Linked DNA regions of Mus musculus: region 1 is linked to region 2. The links are chromatin contacts, called in public Micro-C maps. All regions are on one chromosome and are shown on one strand. The core of a region is the stretch at or near the end of the contact, and the rest is flanking DNA. Distances in the headings are between cores, read along the strand shown. Region 1 has its middle 55 kb from the start of Nmu. Region 2 overlaps Nmu (neuromedin U).

The links. A called contact is a pair of places that touch in the nucleus more often than the background predicts.
Region 1: a contact with region 2 is called in a Micro-C map of muscle stem cells, with 1.9 times the contacts expected there. The contact joins two enhancer-like sites. A contact is called at or near these places in 1 of 39 promoter capture datasets (macrophages), 2 of 15 datasets of contacts at CTCF or cohesin (CD8 T cells and the NIH/3T3 cell line), 4 of 484 Hi-C or Micro-C datasets (embryonic fibroblasts, muscle stem cells, nephron progenitors and 1 more) and 2 of 115 datasets of contacts at active chromatin or transcription factors (embryonic fibroblasts and embryonic stem cells).

The regions. Positions count from the first base shown.
Region 1 is chr5:76,417,808-76,420,507 of GRCm38.p6, forward strand. No RefSeq gene overlaps it. Among named protein-coding and RNA genes, the nearest start is that of Nmu, 55 kb to the left of the region's middle. Within about 2 kb of position 1,339, at least 26 of the 459 cell types and tissues checked have an H3K27ac peak or open chromatin away from gene starts, as enhancers often do. A contact at or near this core is called in muscle stem cells, where this site is marked.
Region 2 is chr5:76,344,783-76,347,482 of GRCm38.p6, forward strand. It overlaps Nmu (neuromedin U), which reads right to left. Exons shown (of 10, transcript NM_019515.1): 4 at 657-716. Gm34175 (a long non-coding RNA gene) reads left to right here. Exons shown (of 3, transcript XR_389299.2): 2 at 1,940-2,094. Among named protein-coding and RNA genes, the nearest start is that of Gm34175, 3.5 kb to the left of the region's middle. Within about 2 kb of position 1,434, at least 43 of the 459 cell types and tissues checked have an H3K27ac peak or open chromatin away from gene starts, as enhancers often do. A contact at or near this core is called in muscle stem cells, where this site is marked.

The DNA of each region.
Region 1 (2,700 bases), core at 89-2,588, 73 kb after region 2:
CAGGCGTGGTATCATTTGAGGACAACACTGACCCCACAAGAAGCTGTTCTTCAAAAAACATGGGGGTGGGGGTTGGGGGGAAGTCTTCCCAGCAAAGCAAAGCTAAGAGTCCTCGCAACCAAGACATTTTCTCCCATAGTTCCTAATTCTCATATTTCCGAGTTCCCACCATAGCTAAGAGGGCTTAGAAGAGACCAGTTCCCAATTGTTTTCAAATACAGTGTAGTGGTAGAAAATCTGAGGAACAAGGAGACCCTATTACAGGGTGGTTGCTCTGAAAGGATGGCTCCTGACAACAGCTGTCCCAGAAAGTACCAGAGTCCACCACGGTGTAGACGGATGGGGGCTGAGGGCCAGAGAGCTTTAGGTCCAGGGGAGGGTCTGGAGGGGCAGGGGATAAGTCGCTTTGGCTTTGGCTAATTTGACTATTTCCCACAGGCTGGAGACTGTTAGGGTTGTCTCTGGACAGCCAGCACCAGACTCGGCGATCACAGAGGCAGGTGCACAGTGGTGATGAGTGTGAGAATCTGGTAACAGAGAAAGCTGCATCTGCAGACCGGCTGCTGATTGGTCTCCTGGCTGTCAGAGTCCTCTTGAAGGAAGGGAAAGGCTGAGGCAGGAGGCTGAGTGAGGCAAGGTGATCTAAGCATATTGTTGAGTTATCTGGAACTAGGTGTACCCAGCACACCTATGTGGGTCAGATGTTAGTGTCAAGGCTGCAGCAGTTAGAAACAGGTTACATCACTCAGAACCGAGCGTGCTCTGATACAGCTTCGGGAGCTACAGAGCCAATTAGAAGTGATTCTAAGCACTGAAGCTAAGTCCCCCTCTAACCTACCTCACTCCTTCTGCCCTGTCGCCGTGGCTTCATTCTCTCCATAGAAAAACGTGGGCCATGAGACCCAGACTCCAAAACCACAATAGCAAAAATTCCCACAAAGTGTTTCTTGATCCTTCATGGAAAGGACAGGAAATGCCAGAGTTTCCGCAACACTGCTCGCTGCTGGACCAGTCACACAGGAGTCGCTTCTGCCCGCATCAACAATGGCTGATTCCCCCCCCCCCCCTGGAATTGATGTATTATATCATAGCATGGTTATTCTTGGCAAAGGTGCTTGAAAGGGGCAGATTCCTGTTTCTCAGATGCTGTTAAGCCTGTGACCTGAGTCTGCAACTTAAGATCAACAGGCCTTCCTAGTAGGTGTGGCTCCAACTCAAGGCACCAATCAGCTCGACTCTCTACACCTTGATTTAGGGACTCAGCAGACAGACATATTCTGCTCTCTCTCCCAGTGTGTGGGGATGCGGTAACTCTATCCAGCGTATACTCACTCACTAAGTGGGTCATGCATTTTTGTGGTCTGTCTTTCTTCTTGGATTAGAGACTCCCTACTGGCAAAAGTAGTCTGTGTTTCTTATTTCCTTTCTCTGAGCCTTCATTCTCTTTATAAAAAAAAAAAAAGTTCATGACGTAAAAAGGAGGCATACGCACAAATGAGCTCTCTGAATACTGTTGTATCCAAATGAAGGGGGGAAAAAGTGGAATAAAAATAAACTGAGCTACTTTTAGGCTGCTCGGCGAATAGTCTTGAAGTGTCTCTAGTCTAGTCTCGCCTCACAGTCTAGTCAAATGGCGTCCTCATTCAGAGATAATGCTATAGGTAGCTGCCTTGAAATAAGTTGTGGTGAGAACATGAGCCATATGTAGAACAAATACACAGAGATGCAGAAGATGTATTAGCTATAGCGTGCATCGTATGTTATACAATCTAAAAACGAATCTTTCCTGAAGAACTGACGCTTGAGCATGCGCACAATGCTACTGGCCTGCCTGATCTGGAGGCGCTCCAAGAACAGAGAGAATGGCAGAATAAGAGAAGGTTCCAGAAATAGATGCAAACTTATGTTTTTTATACATCAGTTTTAGTCTCTTTATCTGTACTATACGTTCCATCATTCACTTATTCAGCAAATACTTACTAGCTATGAATTGCTGGGCACCATTTTAAGGTACCGGAAGTAGAATAATGATAAGGTTTTCTCTTATTTTATTTAATCTACAGCATTCCAATGAAGGATGTACTATTATAAGTACATATTTAAATATAAGTATCTGTATAAATTTCCACATTTCTACATGGAAAACAAGTCTGAAAGAAGTGACTCAGCTTCTCCAAGTAGTGAGTGTAGTCATAGGTCTCAGACTGTACAAAGGGCTGGGTCATCCACATAAATCACCAATTAGGAAATCATGCCACAGGCTTGCCCACAGGTCAGTCTGGTAAGGGCCATTTCTCCACTGAAGTTTCCCTCTTCTCCGATGGCAATAGCTTGTGTCAAGTTGTGATAGAACTAGCCAGCATACCTAACACATAAAATAAAAATAAAGGTTAACAGGTATTTTTTTTCTACAGGAAACCTGTGACTTAGGAAGCCGAATGTTTCCTGATAGTGCTCTTGAACCCTCTATGCAAAGGAACAATTAAAACCCTAAGTCACAAAGTAAAAGAGTTTCACTGTGTTCCCATACACACAACCTTGCAATCCATTCTACTTTTCTTTGATCGAGCTACACTTTTAAGTAATAGTCATAAAATAGCTGAGAGTTTATTTTATGAAATATATACATTTCAATAGCACCAATATTTTCAAAGCATTTTTTAAATTTTCACTTAAGCAAAGAGACCCATCATGGTCCTC
Region 2 (2,700 bases), core at 184-2,683:
GCACAGGCTAGAACCTGAAGTCTAATGGTATGTGATGTCTCCCTCTCCCACCCAGGCTTCACCTAGGACAAACCATTCTCCCGGAAGAATCAAATAATTCCAGTCAGAAACCTGGACACAGACACAAACAGAACTTTCAAACCAACACTGACAGTGCGGTTGGCCAGTTTGTCCTTCCTCCTTGTTGGCTTGTTTGCTTGTTGGTTTGTTTGCTTGGTTATTTTTCCCAGTGCCAGAACAAAACCTCAGGCCTCACATCCCAGCCAAGTGCTCTCCCCAGCTATATTTTTCTATTCTTAGGTCCTAGGCCACAACAAAATATCATGTCCTAAGTGCAGACCATAAAAATGTAGCAACTTAGTTTCATTCTTGTCCCCAATTATATACACGTGTGAGAAAAATTAAAACAGTATGATGATAAATTTCCTCTATCAGACCACATTTCATGCTTGCAGGAGACGTGTGATTTCCCAGTTAGCTGAGTATGAACTCCACCAATACTATCCTAACAGAGAAACGGAAGTATCCGCTTCTTATTTCCAGTCAGTGTGTCCTGTAGCTAGTGCTGACAGCCTTCCTAAATTGTGTACATTTCAAGAAGGAACTTCAAGTCATTTGGTTGGTGGACTGCCTACAGGACTTAAGCAGAGCCTTACCTGAGGCTTCTGGGAAATCTCCATCACTATACGGCAAAGCTCCCTCAGTGCAACAGATGCCTAAGGCAGACAAGAGAACACATGGGCTATGTTTCACTTTGCACTATATCTGCACAGGGGGTGAGATTCCAGATGTTGGAAGCACAAGGATAGCCTATCAGCACTGCAAAGGTGTCTTGCTGCAGTACTGTGAAACTCTGCAGGAGTCCTCTTGATTGCTCTCAGATCGATCTAAAACATCCTCGGGCCAAGGTGATGGCTGGGCAGGTGGCAAAGTTGGCTGAGATAGCAAGAGAACTCGAGTTCAAATCCCCAGCCCCTACATAAAAGTCTTGCATAGCTACATGAGTATGTTACTCCAGCACTGGGATGGAGACAGGTAGATACTAGGAGATGGCTGTTGGGTCAGTCTAGACACAATGGCAAACTCTGGGTTCTGTGGGATTCTCGACTCAGAAAACAAGGTGGAAGGCAATGGAGGAAGATGCCTCATGTCTTCCTCTGGTGTCTGCTCGGGTGAACATGGGCATGCATTCCCGTGTACATAGACCACACATACACACACACACACACACACACACACACACACACACACACACTCGCACATAAACTTGAGCACACATAAAACAAACAACCAAACAAATCTTTCTCTGCAGCAGCTATGCAGCAGTTGAGGCAGTTGAGGTTACACTGTGGCCCACTTACACAGTTCTCAACACTCACAGAGACACCATGGAACTCTATGACTAAGACAACCTGGGCAGTGCCAGCTAGGGATTAGTCTCCTGGCTTGTAGGGAAATGCATGTGCATGCCAAAGCTGTGAGCTTCACTGAACATTACTCATTACTGGCTAATTTGAAAATCCTGCAATTGCTCTCAAACAATGGGGATTGAAGGACAAGAAGCCCGTGTGTGGTGCTAGTCTGAGTTCCACCCTTTGCAGGCTGCTGACTGCACACCCCAGGATCAGGTTTGTCAGAGCATCAGAGGGCAGAATTAGGGCAGGAATCCTGTGGTTGGCAGTCAGTTGGGCGTGGTAGGGAGTGGCTCAAATGGACAAGCAAGGGCAAACCCAGCTTTGCACAGGACCTAGCAGAGTCTGCTGTGAGCCAATGGTTCCTTAATAAGTTCATTTCTGAAGTAATGAGAAGCCGGGGCACAGAGAGGCAATGTGAATAGTGTTAAAGCATGGGCTGAGAAGGTGAACAGCCTGAGATCAGAAGTGTGGATCCCATTGCTACTCCCTTTCTACAGTGGTTACTTAATCTCTCAAAACTTTAGTTTCTTTAGCCAGAAATCAGGGGTGATGTCACTGCAGGAAGTTCCTGACCGGATTAAGGGCAGGACAAGCCCTTTGGTTTAATTTACCACTGCGGGTACTCTCGATTCAGAAGCTGTAAGAGAAGATCGTTCCACACCTACTTAGGATGGCTGAGGTGAGAAACAAAGTTGGAGCTACCATGCAGTACCCTTCAGATCCTTCCTCCACAGAGGTCTGGTTTTGTCTCCTCCCTCCCATCTATTTGTCTTCCAGACAACTTGTTGGGATATATATTGATAGTACAAGATGAACCATGTATACATGGAGTTTCAACGCGTTACAAAATACTTTCCTGTACACAATTTCCATTCTGTTCTTAAAACACAAGGCACATAGGACAGGGCATGCTGCTCTTTTGTAGAGAGGAAGTGAGGGCCTACAAGATGGTGACTTCTCCAGTACCTTAAGAGATTATAGTTGACAGAGAGTGGCCTGGGAGCCAGGCCTTCTACCCATGAAGATGCTTTGGAGGGCTCATCACTGTCCACTGATGTATAGTTGACTATTTCTCAGTTGTTTCATGGTCTTGGGGTATCTCGTATGTACGTGCTGGTTAATGCTCTACCACTGAGGCCCAGCCAGCAGCTAAGAGGGGCTGAATAAAGTACCGAGTCTGGTAAGTTCTTCCCTACTTGGCCCCTTCAGGTAGATCTATGACAATCTGGTAATAAAAACTCCTAACTCCTTTTGATTTTGTTTGTTTGTTTGTTTTTCCCCTCAA